Linked DNA regions of Mus musculus: region 2 is linked to region 1. Evidence: chromatin contacts called from public ChIA-PET data. All regions are on one chromosome and are shown on one strand. The core of a region is the stretch at or near the end of the contact, and the rest is flanking DNA. Distances in the headings are between cores, read along the strand shown. Region 1 has its middle 33 kb from the start of Fgd2. Region 2 overlaps Tbc1d22b (TBC1 domain family, member 22B).

The links. ChIA-PET counts read pairs in DNA pulled down with a chosen protein or histone mark.
Region 2: an RNA polymerase II ChIA-PET map of memory CD8 T cells shows a contact between it and region 1, with 49 read pairs. The contact joins two enhancer-like sites. A contact is called at or near these places in 8 of 39 promoter capture datasets (the 3T3-L1 cell line, 3T3-L1-derived adipocytes, the HPC-7 cell line and 5 more) and 3 of 115 datasets of contacts at active chromatin or transcription factors (double positive thymocytes, effector CD8 T cells and memory CD8 T cells).

The regions. Positions count from the first base shown.
Region 1 is chr17:29,389,877-29,397,649 of GRCm38.p6, forward strand. No RefSeq gene overlaps it. Among named protein-coding and RNA genes, the nearest start is that of Fgd2, 33 kb to the left of the region's middle. Within about 2 kb of position 4,400, at least 158 of the 459 cell types and tissues checked have an H3K27ac peak or open chromatin away from gene starts, as enhancers often do. A contact at or near this core is called in double positive thymocytes, effector CD8 T cells and memory CD8 T cells, where this site is marked.
Region 2 is chr17:29,580,626-29,588,398 of GRCm38.p6, forward strand. All of the region lies in intron 8 of Tbc1d22b (TBC1 domain family, member 22B), which reads left to right. Tbc1d22bos (TBC1 domain family, member 22B, opposite strand) reads right to left here. Exons shown (of 4, transcript NR_045447.1): 3 at 7,459-7,753. Among named protein-coding and RNA genes, the nearest start is that of Mir7667, 11 kb to the right of the region's middle. Within about 2 kb of position 3,871, at least 32 of the 459 cell types and tissues checked have an H3K27ac peak or open chromatin away from gene starts, as enhancers often do. A contact at or near this core is called in double positive thymocytes, effector CD8 T cells and memory CD8 T cells, where this site is marked.

The DNA of each region.
Region 1 (7,773 bases), core at 3,150-5,649:
AAAATACTGAACAGAAAGAGAAAAGTTGAATGCGGTGGTGCCTACCAGCCATTCAGCCCTGGTGAGGTGGATGGAGATCCAGGCTATTGAATGAGTGTGAGGCCAGCCTAAGCTAGACCCTATCTCAAAAACCAAAAGTGTGTGTGTGTGTGTGTGTGTGTGTGTGTGTGTGTGTGTGTGTGTGTGTTTGTGTGTGGACTCAGTGGGTCAGGGTTTGGGCTACCACCAAGTCTTATGACATGAATTCATCAGGACCCACGTGGTGGAAGAAGAGAGCCAATTCCTACAAGTTGTCCCCTGACCTGCACATGTGTATTGCAGCTCTTCCTTGCACACAATAAATAGACAAAAATAAACAATATCGGAAAATCAACAAATAAATAAATAAATAAATAATGAAAATTGATGGTTGTGGTGATACATACCTTTAATCCCAGCACCCAGGAGACTGAGATGGGGGGGGGCAAAGGGGGGGACAGGGGAGGCAATCACTCACAAGACCCTACATCACAAAAGTCAAAATAACAGCTCGGCAGTTAAGAGTGCTTGCTGACGGCCGGGCGTGGTGGCACACGCCTTTAGTCCCAGCACTTGGGAGGCAGAGGCAGGCAGATTTCTGAGTTCGAGGCCAGCCTGGTCTACAAAGTGAGTTCCAGGACAGCCAGAGCTACACAGAGAAACCCTGTCTCAAAAACAAACAAACTAACAAAAGAGTGCTTGCTGATCCTCCAGGAGATATAAGTTCAGTTCCCAGGACTCCTGTGGGGAGATTTACAATCCTTGGTAACAACACCTCCAGGGAAACAAACACCCTCTTTGGGATTGGGAACAAATGTGGTCACCCTTTTTGCACAGGCAGACAGACAGACAGACACAACTAAATCTTTGCAGACAAGGTGCAAAGACACTCCTTTAATCCCAGCACTTGGGAGGCAGAGGCAGGTGGATCTCTGTGAGTTCGAGGCCAGCCTGGTCTACAGAATGAGTTCCAGGACAGCCAGAGCTATACAGAGAAACCCTTGTCTTGAAAAAACAAAATAATAATAATTTTAAAAATACTTAAAAACACCCACCAAAATAAGTTAAGTGAAGTTAAAATATGTTAACAGTGCTTTCTCCTCAACCCACAAATTCTCCTCCTAGGGGTGTAATATTTTTGTTCAAATCTTGGCCAAGTTTTGAACAAAAGGATGTTGTCAAAGCTTCATCCAACACCCGGTAAGGGGGAACATCAACAGAAAACATGTGGGCTTGAGTCAAGGCACATTGTCTCATGCCTGGGATCCTAGCACTGAGGGGACGGAGGCAGGAGGATTGCCATGTTTGAGGTCAGTCTGTCTCAAAAAGAAAAAAAAAAAAACAAAAGTGATGCTGATTATAGTCAAACACAGTTACACACCTGTAATCCCAGCACGGCATAGGCCGCAGGGCCAGCAGTTCAAGGTCATCCTTAGTGGCACAGTGAGTCTGAAGGCAGTCCTGGGGTGGGAGGAGTGGGTAGAAAATACGTGAACTGGTTCTGCCTGGCCATATTCCCTGTGCCTCTGCTGCACACGGCTCCAAGGAAAACCATATCATGTTCTTCAAAGTGAACACAATTTAGTGGCTGGCCAGAGGTTGTGAAACTCCTGTAATCTTATCTTCGAAGTCAGCTTAATTCTATCCACAGAGGTGGCGTTGACAGAGACATTTGAAGATACGACCTCAAAAACCAAACGTTAGGGAGGCTTCCTTCTCTCCAATCTCTCTGCATCTTTAGTGTCTTTCTTCTTCCTTTTTCTTCTCCTTTAAATCTGCTTTTCTTCTTTCAACAATATCCATGTGCTCCTTTGCCAAAAACAAAAAAACAAAAAAAACCACCAGGCATGGTGGCGCACGCCTTTAATCCCAGCACTCGGGAGGCAGAGGCAGGCGGATTTCTGAGTTCGAGGCCAGCCTGGTCTACAAAGTGAGTTCCAGGACAGCCAGGGCTACACAGAGAAACCCTGTCTCGAAAAAAAAAAAATTGCAAACGCTAAGAATTCAGCGGCCAAGCAAAAGGTCTCAGCAGGTAAGATCTCAGAGTATAATAACCTGAGTCTGATCCCCGGGTCACACTTGGTGGAAGATGAGAAGCATCTGCAAGTTGTTCTGCGTCCTCAGGAGCTGCCCACTACAGCTCAGACTAGTGTGGAGGAGAGAGCTTGCCCCTAAACAAAAAAAGATGGACACTAGATTTCTTTCTTTTTTTTTTTTTTTTCTTTTTGGTTTTTCGAGACAGGGTTTCTCTGTGTAGCCCTGGCTGTCCTGGAGACACCAGATTTCTTAAAGGATCTTTCATTTATACCTCGAGTACGACTGAATTGCATTTTCCCAAGCAAGGCAAAGAGTGTGGTCTTCTGTTGGTCACTAAGATACATGACAGTGGTGATTGTAGGTGCTGTAGTGGCTTCTACATGCTTGGTCCAGGGAGTGGCACTATTAGAAGGTGTGGCCTTGTTGGAGTGGGTGTGGTCTTGTTGGAGTAGGTGTGTCACTGTGGGAGTGGGCTTTAAGACCCTCACCATAGCTGCCTGGAAGTCAGTCTTCCACTTAGCAGCCTTCAGATGAAGATGTAGAACTCTCAGCTCCTCCTGCACCATGCCTGCCTGGATGCTGCCATGTTCCTGCCTTGATGATAATGGACTGAACCTCTGAACTTGTAAGCCAGCCCCAATTATTAAATGTTGTCCTTATAAGAGTTGCCTTGGTCATGGTGCCTGTTCACAGCAGTGAAACCCTAACTAAGACAGGGCCTTACTTAGGTCCCCCAGGTCCCTGAGAGGTTCCTTCAAAGGTTTCCGGTTAGTGGCTGATTCAGCAGGCAGAATTCTAAGGCGCCTGCTCATTACCCTAACCAGCTAGGAGCACCCAGAAGGAAGCGCTTATGTATCCCCCAACTCCATCTCCTGAATGGGACTGGACGTGTCCCTGAAGCCCTGCCGGATTCCCCAGTCCCGTCTCAGGTCACTGTACAGGCTCTGCTTTGGTCTGTGTGACTCTCCCAGAGACCCTTTCCTGTTCTTTGGTCTAGTATGCCTCTCAGTCGAGGGTTTCCTGCAGCTGAGGGTCACCCTCACCCCCACACCCCTATCATACTCTTGGTCCTAGGAGTGGTTGGTCCCCATAACCCCTGGGTAGCTGCCAGGGATGTTAAAGGGCCTGAGCGAGTGTCCAAATGCTTTGGTAGACCCTATATTTAAATACAACCACAACGTGTATAATTTACACAGCCACGCTATGATTGTGCAGTTAACATTAGATGGATACTTAATAACTCCATTCTTACTATTGGAACATGGTGCGAGAACGGGATCCTGAGAGGTGAGTTCTGAGTGCTAGTGAGAACACTTGATTTCTTCAAACACAGGGAGTTGTCCTTGAAAAGGTACTTTTGTGCCCCTCACAGATGTAGCAGATAGGAGCGCGTTTACTTCAGATTATTTATTACAGCTGGCTATTATGTGTTTATATGCCTCCATGGAAAAGCACTTTTGCCACGTGTGGACAAGCAGCACTTTACCCTACGCTTGCGACTGCACCGCCCACCATGTGATTGGACACTTTACTCACGTGACTCAGAGTTTAGCTTGTCTGCTGCTCTAAAACTGGCTGTTGGATGAGCCTTTAGTCCCCTTGGTTTTTTAGGCTCCACTATCCCAGGTTCACACCGCCAATCAGAGTGCTAACCGCCTATCAGATACTATTCTATTGTGGAACCAAGACTAACCCCTCCCCTGCTGTGGCTGCAGACCTGTCAGTGGCCTGGGGCATTGTGACCAGAGATTCAGTTGTGTACCCTTTAAGACTCTTCCAAGGAAATCCCAGTATATGCTGGAGGGAAACCCCATCAAAGTACGCAGGAGTCTGTGTCAACACCCAACACTGTGGGTACAGGGTAGGTGGGGGTGTGGCTTCCGGCTGGCTTGCCACTAGGCCAGAAAAAACCCCACAGATCTGGGGTATGACTGTCCACCTCAGAGTCCCATTGTAGAGCTGAGCTTGTAGATGCCTTTTGAGCTCCTAAGCCAGGCCTGACATTGGAAAGTTGTAGAACTTAAGCTCTTGGCCGTACTCAAAGGTCCATGAGCATGAGTCTCCTCCACGCAGAGCCTTGTGGGAGACCGAGGATGGGGCTAAAGGGGGTGGGGTTCCTGGTGCCCCAGGTGCGAGAGCAAAGGATCGCCTACTTTTAAAAACAAAAACAGGACATTAGTGAACTATAAACACTCCAAAGAAAAAAGAATAATAATGGTATATTATGACATTTCCCCAAAGCTGTTTATCTGAAATTCCGATTTAACCCCACCACCGCCACAGCTGTGCATGCTCTACCACAACAGCCTGAGTCATTCAGCCGGTGACCTTCAGGCAAATGTTTTTTTTTTGAAGGGAAACAGCATCACGGTTGGGGGAATCCCCAGCTGTCATCAAAACATGTGTTGGCATAGTAGAAACCCCCAAATAATGTCGTGAGCTGGAAATAGAAAAGGTGACAAGCCTAAGTGCCTTAGGGCGGGTAGGCTTTAGGACTTGGAAGGTGTCCACAGCTGGAATGCTGGCTCCTTCTGCACATCTGGCTGCAAGTGTGGGAGAATAGAGAGAGAGAGAGAGCAGACTTTCTAAGCAGAACCTGTTGAGGGAAGAGTCTCCTCCCAAGACAGGCTCCCAGCTTTAGAAATGACGACTCTGTCTCTTTCTTCACGGACACTTTGTGGGGATTATAAGAGGAAGTGAGTCTGAAGCGCTTGGGACATGGTTGCCACCTGCAGTCAATGGTGGCCATTCTAAGTTGCTGTTTGTTGCCCAGGTGAGCTCTCTTAAGATCCTGTGACTCACTGGGCAGTGGCAGGGCACATCTTTAATCCCAGTACTTGGGAGGCAGAGGCAGGCAAATTTCTGAGTTCAAAGCCAGCCTGGTCTAGTTCCAGGACAGCCAGGGCTAAACAGAGAAACCCTGTCTCAAAAGAAAAAAAAAAATCCTGTGACTCTAGGTAAGGAAGGAACGTACCTCAGCTGGTGACAGTGACTCCTACATGCAGGAAGCCCTGGGTTGGACCCTCAGCACTGAGAGTGGTGGTACTTGCCTGTGGTCCCGCATTTAAAAAGGTGAAGGCCAGAGGAGGTTTAGGGCTTCAGAGGTTCCCCTTGAGGCTAATGTAGGCTTCCTGAGACCTCTCTCTCTCTCTCACTCTCTCTCTCTCTCTCTCACACACACACACACACACACAGAGAGAGAGAGAGAGAGAGAGAGAGAGAGAGAGAGAGAGATGGTAGGAACGGTGTATATTCTTTAGTCATAAGTGGTTCTAGGTCAGGACCAGAAGCTACAGGGATTTCTCTGTCTCTGCTCTGATTAGATTTTGCTTTTTGTCAGCAAAGTCTGGAGAAAGAGACTGCAGCTTAACTTTGAGGGTCCAGGATATGAGCTCCTATAGTAGCCCCTGAGTGTGTTGGTGGGACCGGGAGCAGACCTGGAGGATCTGGAATGGCCCCAGAGAACACAGCTCACTTCCTCTTGTGCCAGGCCCACCCAGAGGCCCCAGCAAGTGCACTTCAGTTAGAGCCTAGCTGGGAAAACCCCTGGAGTACAATTTCTCTTCCTTCAACACTCGGGTTTCTTAGAATGAAACTGAAAGCCCACAGGAGAAACTGCCACTTCTCCTTCCCCAGAAGGAGGAACTTGGACTCCCCTGACAGGAAAGTTCGAGTGGGGCTTCTGGGAATCCACCACCACTTCCGTGCTGAGGAAAACCGCAGGCAGGGGTGGGGGTAGGCTAGGGGACCGCTGCGGACCGGTCACCATCTTCACCTCTGTAGGTGGCTTCAGTATATGCCTCTGCTGCTCAGCACTCCTATCCAGCTGGGATCCTATCAGCTTCTAATTTCCTACTGGTGCGGGGCTCTGTTCCTATGAAACCCCTGTCATATCGGTCATATCGGGACTGGGGTTCCTAGTGGGGACAAGAAGCTGGGTTTTGGCTGGGTGTGGTGGCGCATGCCTTTAATCCCAGCACTTGGGAGGCAGAGGCAGGCAGATTTCTGAGTTCGAGGCCAGCCTGGTCTACAGAGTGAGTTCCAGGACAGCCAGGGCGATACAGAGAAACCCTGTCTCGAAACACCCCTCCCCCCAAAAAAGCTGGGTTTTGGAATCTCATACACCCCAGAGTGGTCATAGCCTAGGGTACCTGGGAGGCCACATGCTACTATTTGCCCTGCATTCTAGAGCGGACACAGACCTCTCTCTGGGAATCAAGGGTTGCCTACCTTAGACTCATGCAAGGACAGCTGCTACAGCTCTGTGTGTGTGTGTGTGTGTGTGTGTGTTTCTGTGAACAATCATATCTAACTAATGCCAAGCCCTCAAAGGGATCCTGAGTCCTTCGCTTCCAACTAGGATAAAGGAATCCTGTGACCCAGAATCTGCAGATAGCAAGATCCCTTCATGGTGACTGTCTTCCCAGCTCTTGGAAGGAGAAGTGGTGTGTGTGGAGGGGGGGGGGCGTTGGCTATCTGGTAAGTCCCTATGTGATAAATAAATAAATAGCTTAGGCAGCTGAGTTTGATGTGTGGAGTTTGCATGGTGGAAGAACCACTCCCCTAGCAAACAAGTCTGGTAGCGCATGGCACACAAGCACACACACACATACACACACCACCATCACCACCACCACCACCACCACCACCACCAAATTTGGTGACTGCACACTTCAAACCCTCTCAGCCCTTCGTGGAAGCAGACCAGTTCAAGGCCATCCTTAGCTACAGGGAGAGTTGGCCACCAGCCTAGTAGTTTGTGCCACATGAGACTATGTATCAAAATCAACAACAAAACAAACAAAAAAAAATCTTTTCTAGACAGATTTCTAGCGTCAGCCCAAATGAGAGATTGGCTACATCCAGAATCCATTTCATGCCAACCTGAGATCACCTATCATTTTGCCTGAAGTCTCACGGGTGGCACCCAGTGTGGGCCTGGCATAGCGCCATACTGATGAGGAAATACATAGATAAGGGGAAGAGTGTAGTTCTGTCTCCAAGGCCTTGGCACTGAGAGTGCCACCTGCCCACAGGCTCAGACAGCCACGTGTGGACATGAGCACCTGCCATAGTCCTCCTGAGTATGGTGTCTCCCGGGTCCTTTCGGTTGTTCCTTGACACCAGCAGTGCTACTTTCTGGCCAGCAGGTGGTGCTGTGTGCCTCTGCTGCAGGCTGGTCCAGCCTTAAAGTCTCCCTTGCTGTCAGGAATAGAGAGGACTGAGCTGGCACAGAGCCCACAGGGTATCTGGGCTGCTTGGGGGCTCCTGGACGGAGGTGGGAGGATGGGGTAGGGCAGGCCATTCTGGTTTTCCTATCAAACAACCAGGGGTCTGGTGCCTCCCATCCCAAACGCCGATTAAGCCATGTTAGTCTAAAGCCAGACCTGAGGGGACCCAACAGGACCTCTTAAGTTTTGGGCAGCTCTGGGCACAGAGGTTAAGGAGCATGGCCTCAGAATCCTATTGCTGGCTCTGCTTGTTTGTGTGTATTTTTAATTACTGTCTGTGTATTGTTGTTGTTGTGATTGTTATTATTATTATTATTAATGAAAGAGGGTCATGATAATCCCTAAAGTGAGGTTGTGGTATTCAATTGTGGGGTAGGTACTCTTGAATGGTCCTGTATCCCTCAGAAGTTGGAGACAGACTTAAGAGTCATCAATCAGTTCCTAAACCTGCCAGCGCTATATGAGAACCAGAGTCAAAAAAGAGGCT
Region 2 (7,773 bases), core at 2,621-5,120, 190 kb after region 1:
GCTTGGTGGCAGTCACTTTTACTACTGAGCCATGTCACTGGCCCTCTCCAGCTTCTATCACTTAGCCAATTAGCACCCATGCTTGCTTTGTGCTCTGTCACGTTTGCTGCACAAGAGCTGAAAATGGCAAACTCAGTACTGGATCCTTTTGGAGTTGGTAGAAAAATTGTCCACAGCCGGCCTGGCCCCAAGCTGGGTCTCTGCTGAGGAAGCCAGCTGCTTCTGTGAAATATGGTTCTTGGAAGATAAGGCAGCTGAGCCAAGCCCGTGTACAGTCCTGGAGGGTCGCCCCTGAGGCTGTGTGTGCCCTAGACTCATGCCAGGAGCTTTTGGTCCTGCAGAGTGCGGTCAGCCTAACCCTGAACCAAGTAAGGACACATCAGCTCAGTGGATGCGTGGAGAGAAAGTCACGGGGAAGAGCAGGGTTGAGATACATCCTATTATTTACATTTCTTAAAAAATTATTCCTTTTATGAGTCTGTGTGTGCATGTACTACAGCTTATGGGAGTCAGTTCTCTCCTCCCACGTGAATGTGTACACTGATACCTATGTAGCAAAGACCTACGTACAGAAAATAAAGACGTTTTTGAAAAAAGAGAGGTGTATATTTAAAGTAGAGGATAACCAACAACTGGGCAGCCAGAGGGCTCTGTGGTTAAGAGCACTTACTGCTCTTACAGAGGACCAGGGTCAACACCCACAGGGCAGCTGAGGAGCACCACGGGGTCTGCTGCCATCTTTCTGGCCTTTGAGGGCATCTGATTCACATGGCTCACACACAGACAAGCAGGCAGATACACATATACACTTCTCCCACTTGAGCAGCGGGCACGCTCTACCTATTGAGCCATCTTGCCAGCCCAGCATGGCCTACCTTTAGAAGCTGTTTCTTTCCAGCAAAATAAAGTTACCCAGTAACTTCACTTCTTTTCCTGACCAAGCCCGCTCGGTCGGTCAACAGGTTCTCCAGCACGGGAGTGAGGATTAAAAGGAAAAAAGACAGACAACATTGTAGTGTGACCCCAGTCGATTCTGAGACTATAGGCAGAGTTAATTTTCCCAATCTGCTTTTATACCATTTTAATTACATGCAGATATTAAGGGCAAGCAGTACAATGAGGAACAAGCAAGACAATAAACACACAGCCCCACGATCACTCCGGTGATAGCTCTTTCTAAGGATGATCAAGATATCTGAGCCTACTTCTTTGTTTGACCCTAAAACCAGATTCTTACTTCCTTGTCCTTGGCCAGTGTCAGATTCCTGCCAAGCAGCAGCCCAAAAGGGGCTCCACATTTTCCTCCAGGTAAAGCAGGGCGGCAGAAGTCCATTGGGCATTTTATTTAGAGGTGTGTTAACACTACAGCTCGCAGAAGACCTTCCCAGACCTCTGACCATCACTCTCTGAATATGCAGAGATGGTCAGGCTTAGCTTCATATGTGACATTGCTCTAAGTAAGACAAGAGAGCCGAGTCCCCGACAGATAAATAGTCTGTGGCCAGAAGCTGCTGCTCTCAGGCCCCAGGGCTCCCAGACATGTCTGTCTTGTGTTGCTGTCCTCAGCATGTGGTTTCCTTCTCATGGACTAGGGGTGTGTGTGTGTGTGTGTGTGTGTGTGTGGGCACGTCTGTGGGCGTGTGTGTATACAAGTGGATACGCTGTGTGTGGGCGTGCACATGCATGTGGAGACTGAGGCTGGTGTTGAGGCTCTCTCTTGGTTGCTCTTGTACCTCACTGAAAGAACGTAGTCTTGTCAGCCCTGGGCTCACTAATGTGGCTCATCTCCTTAGCCAGCTTCTCTAGGACTGTCTATCGGTTTCCACCATCTGAGGCTGGAATTACAGGGGAGCCGCTGCACCCACCCAGCCTTTTCATGGGTTCTGGGCATCCGAACTCTGATCCTCATGCTGTGTGGTGAGCTTACACACACACACACACACACACACACACACCCCACCCCACCCCCCGCTCTGTGAGTGCTCCTTCTGTTCAACGCTGTTCCGAAAGCTGTGCGTGATAGTTGGTCTCCTGTCTGAACCTTCTCCAGCCTAGGCATGCTGCAACAGACTCGGCCACGGTGCCTGTCCCTGAGCTCAGAAATGCTGAGACTTCAGATCCACTTTGTCACTCTCGCATGTCCAGGCAGTTACAGTTACATGGCTCCGCTAAGGCCCACCTGCAACCCCATAACTGTCTCCTGGGTCTCATTCCTCCCTGCCATCCTGGAGACTGGCTTAGGGAAACCTGGAGCGCTGAGCTGGCAGGCTTGGCTTTTCTGTTCACTTTATCTACTTCACCCCACTGCTCACTTGAGGTTTTGGCCATGCAGTTCCTGTTTGGAGACCCTTTCCATAGCATCTGTCTGCCAGCTACCTGCTGCAGTGCCCAGGTTTTCCAGCTTGATGGGTGAGGCTCTGTGAGTTCAGCTCCTTGTCTCACTCCCTCACCTCACCTCAGCTTTTTTTTTTTTTTAAGATTTATATATTTGCCAGGCAGTGGTGGCACACACCTTTGATCCCAGCACTTGGGAGATAGAGGCAGGCAGATTTCTGAGTTTGAGGCCAGCCTGGTCTACAGAGTGAGTTCCAGGACAGCCAGGACTACACAGAGAAACCCTGTCTTGAAAAAAACCAAAAAAGAGATTTATGTATTTTATATATATATATATATATATATATCCTAGCTGTCTTCAGCCACACCAGAAAAAGGCAACCGATCCCATAACAGATGGTTGTGAGCCACCATGTGGTTGCTGGGATTTGAACTCTGGGCCTCTGGAAGACCATCTCTGAGCCCCTCATCTCAGCAGCTGTAATTTTTAGCATTTTTAAATAAAACATTAAAATTTATATAATTTGTAATTATATTTTATTAAAATAAGTAATAACTCAATAATTAAAATAAACCATTTAATATTTATTTGTGTGTGCATGTATTTACACACATGAATGTATGTATGTATGTATGCTTGTATTGGGTATATGTATGTGTGTATGCATCTGTGTCTATGCATGCATCTGTTCGTTTGTATATATATGTGTATGTGTGTATGAGGCAGGGGACAGCTTGCAAGAGTTCATTATCTCTTTGCACCACGTGGATTCCAAGAATCAAATTCAGATTGTTATGGTGACAGATACCCTTCTATCTCGGGGCTCCTGGGATAACGTTTTAAACCTAAAGCCTCGCTGTGCCCCTATCTCTCATCCCCTGAGAGAGAAACCCTCCCTAAGCCCCAGGCATACTGTCCCATAGAGTCCTCCTGGGACTTAGCTGTCCCTTAGCTGAATTACCTTCTCCAGTGTCACTTGCCAGTGTTTCCCTCTCTGTCCTCCAGCAGACTCTCCTGTTTGGAGGCCAGAGACAATCTGAAGGTTCTCCCCTCCTTTGTAGAAGAATGAGACCTCCTATCCCATGGTTTGGGCACAGGATGCTTGGAAGTTCGTGGGACTGTGCCGGGCATGGCCACTGGGGAGCAGTGCACCCCACTTCTGCTGTTGTGCCCAGTGTCAGGTCATCTCTGAAGTCAAGTTGAGGGACTGGGGAGGCAGGCAAAATAAGACAACAACAAGACAGAACAAGAGTATCCACAGGTCAAAGCTGGAAGCAACTGCACTAGCCTTACGGCTGTTCATGCTGCCGTAAGAGGAGCACGTACCGGTGTAGGCAACCATGTGCCAGCTACAGGGTAAGCGGGGGTCGTAAGATTACATTCACACTGAGCCCAAAGTAAGCAAAGTCTCTCTGCAGCCCTGGAGGTCAGGGCCCAGGTGCTTTGTGTTGGCTGCCTGGGAATAGATGAGGGCGCTCTCCTGACCTGGGAGTGGGTGAGGAGGAAGTGCCCCCTCCACTTTCTCACCACCCCAGCTGTACTGTTAACCACAGATGTGGGCACGCATAGCATATCAGAACTGTGTGTGTCAGTGCAGTTTGCTGTGGACATTATACCTTCAGAAAAGCCTCCCTCACAGCTTTTGAAAGCCTGGTGGGTGGCCTTCTCCAGTCCTTCCCTGAAACCCCTCCGTTTGCCATGTGGCTGCTTGTCAGACTACACCACAAACAGAATAGCTCTCATTCTCTTCCTTTTCATCTCCTTTTTCCTGGAAGCTCCCTGGACTTGTCTGCCTCTCTTGTTTTTTCTTAGATGCTAATAAAACTGGCCTAGGGTGAATAAAAAACCCATATGTATTTATGTATATGGTTGGGAGGAACAGATGCTAAATTGAAAGGGGTGGGAAAGTACATATTAGTTTTTGCAAAGTGTTGGCATAGTCTGTTTTGCGTTGTGATGACAGAATACTCACAGCCGGGTACATTCTGAGGCCAGATGGCTGGGTGCTTTGTAAGTAAAGTTATTTTGTTCCTGATGTCTCCTGAGTCCAGACAGTGGGACACCATTGTCTCTGTGAAGACAATGGTGAAGAGCTCCGTGCAGGCAAGGTCTGCCTTGCTACAGGGTCTGCTGGTGCCAAGGTAGAAAGGGATGCTGTGGCCCTCAGGAGGTGCCCAGCTTGATGGCAGTAGCTCTTTCCGTGGAGACGCATGCACTCCCTCGAGTAAAGGCAGTGCCACCCTGGGCTCCAGCCCTGAGCTTTGCCCTCCAAAGCACAGCAAGCTCTGCTCTGAGAGCAAGGGAGAAAGCCTGGCCTGGCCTGGCTGTGCCCTGCTCTGTGGATGGCAGGGCTTGTGCATGTGTAACAAGCAGAGGACAGCTCCTGATCGTCGGATGTCTCCCTCCGTGTGCCAGAGATCGGGTCCTCAGGTTTGGCATCCAGCACCTAGTCCTGTTGATCCGCCGCCATCTCACTGGTGCAAGAAGCAGGGCTTTGTTGTTGTTGTTTGTTAAATCTTTTTGAAACAAGGTCTCATTGTATACTTTGGCCATCCTGGAACTCACTGTGTAGACAAGGCTGGCCCAGAACTCAAAGGACCACTTCCCTGGACCCTCAGCCAAATGCTGAGGCTAAAGGCATGCAACCACCATGCCGGGCAGGAAGTGGGTTTTGAATAGAGCAGTGTGTGTGTGTGGGGGGGAGTGTTTCTGAGCAGAGTCCTGAGGAAGGAGAATCGGGGTGCTGGCTTCACATCCTCAGTGCCGTGGATGCTGCTCTCCCCACCCCGACTCCCATCACCCCACCCAACTTCCCACCCCACCCCACCCTGCCCATGTGGCCGATGCTCCCTCTCACGGGGCCTGTTCTGAGAGGAAGGGTCACCTCCAGTTCCTCCTTGACTCTGCCCCATGTGGCTGGCTGGTGGAGACCAGAGATGGAACTGGGGGCCTCCACAGCAGTGGCAGGCTCCATGTTGCCTCATGACACTGGTTCAAGTTCTTCTTTCATTGTTTTTAGTGAGTGCGTGAGAGAGACAGAGACAGAGGCCAAATGGAGTAGGGTTTTCTCTAACCCTTTACAAGTGTTGTGGGGATCAAGCTCGGCTCCCCAGGCCTACACACAACATCAAGGGCCTCTCTAGGCTGAGCCATCTTGCCAGCCCTTTTGTTTCCGTCTTTAGATGTGAGCTTTATTGAGTTCTTTTCCACACGTGGATGCATTCACCTGTCACCCAAGCCTCTGAGCACCCACAGGGGTACTCAGAGCATCGCCAGGGCTCCAGGAGCCCTCATGTTCCCTTCGGGTCCCCACTCTGTCCCCTCCCTCTCTGCCCCACAGGGGCCCCATCTATACTGAGTTCTTGTTTGTTTGCTGTTTTGAAAAGTTTATTTTTGTGGGATGTGATGACACACGCCTTTAGACCCAGCGCTTGGGAGGCAGAGGCAGGCAAATCTCTCTGAGTTCCAGGTCAGCCTAGTCTACAAAGCAAGTCCACGATAGCCAGGGCTCTACACAGAGAAACCCTATCTTGAAAAACAAAGAACACAAACAAAAAAGCTTCATTTTACTTGGTCTTGGAAGGGGCTCCAGGCTGCCTTGAGAGGTCCTGAGGCAACTGGGGCAGAGCAAAGCAGGGAGGGAGCTTCAGAGGGGATTGCTGGAGGAGGTCCCACCCCCACGCCCCCTGGTAGCAGGTGAGCTTTCACCTCATCCAGGAAGTGCTTTCTAAGAGGAGATGAGGGTTGGTTTAGGCAGAGCCCAGCGGATGAAGATCTGAGAGGGCCTGGGTTCTTCTCCAGAGTTAAGACAGCTTCCATGGTCTCCTGGATGTTAGTTACCCCACTCTTCTCAAGATGGCTTCTAAACATCCTGGAAGACCGCGCAGCCTCAGTATGTGGCTCAAGATGCTTGGCCCGCAGATGTTCGGAAGCAGTGTGAGCCACTGAGCCTACACCCTCCTGAGCCACTTCATCCCCACAGGAGCCCTTAGAGAGGGGTGCGCAGGAGCGCTTAGAGAGGGTTGCGCAGGAGAGCTGTAGGTGCAAGCGGGCCAGGGGCCTCACTGCCGCCTCAGAGTTTGACCGAGCTTGTCCTTTAAGCTGCCTCCTGGAAGCAGCAGCCTCAGGTGTGACAGGCAGGCAGGGAGTGTGTGAGGTCCTCCCATCACCAGCTGGGTGCAAAGACAGCTGGGGGGAAAGTGCTCCCTGCAGAGCCCCACTGCTGGAATTCCTGAAGAGGTGAGTGCACCCCAGCGGCAGGTGTGGCTTGTCAAGTCAGGGTGTGTCAGACCTAGTCTTCACCCATCCCCGTGGCAATCTTTAGAAAGCCTTAGAAGGGCCGGGCAGTGGCATTGCATGCAGATGGAACTTGGAGGCCAGCCTGGGCTACAAAGTGAATTCCAGGACAGCCAGGGCTACACAGAGAAACCTTGAAAAAACCAAACCAAAAAACAAAACAAAACAAAACAAAACAAAACAAAAACAAAAACAAAAACAAAAAAAAACCCGAAAGAAAGTCTTAGAAGGTTATGTTACCCTGAACCCCATAATCAGGGCCTCTCCATCCAGTGCACAAACTCTGACCTCAGTGATCTGTGCTAAGTAGTGGCAATAGAATCTCGGGATAGTAGAGAACACCCAAGGGTTGTTGGCTTTTTTTTTTAAGATTTAATTTTATTGTAATTGTGTGTGTGTGTTTCTCAGTGTTTGTGTGTGCACATGAGTATAGTTACCTGTGGATCCTGGAGGGGTGGATCCCCCAGAGCTGGAGTTACAGACAGTTGTGAGCTGCTGGTGTGATGTGCTCTGTAAGAGCAGCATGTACCCTTAGCCACTGAGTCATCTCTCCAGTACCTCAGGATTGGTGTGTGTGTGTGCATGTGTGCTGTATACATGCCATGTGCATGTAGGTCCCTATGGAGGCCAGAAAATGGCATTTGTTCTGGGGCTGGGGTTGCAGGCAGTTGGGAGCCAGTCCATGTTGGTGCTAGATACCAAACTCAAGTGCTCTGCAGGAGCAGCCAGTGCTCTCAACTGCCGAGCCATCTCTCCAGCCCAGATATAGGTTTCTACATTTACTTGTAACCAGGCTATTGTTATTCCTATATGCCTGAGCTACTTACCCCACACTGCACGTAGCCAGACCTTGTGTGTCTCTGAGCTAAGAGAGAGCACTGTGATTGACAGGTCCAGTGTGAAGGGGTCCCTGTGCTAGTAGGAAGGTGTCCAGGAGAGCCCGAGACTGGCTCTCTGTGCCTGCCTTGCTCTGTCAGGCTCTGGCTTCCTGGCTGTAGCCATATGGTCCCTCTACCTCTTCTTCACGTGCTGAAGGTTCGTGTCCTCATGGTCTTGTCACCAAGTCTGGCATAGAATGTCAGGTGACTAACTCCGGTAGTGTTTATATGGTCCTCCAACCACCTGGAATTGGGCACAGAAAG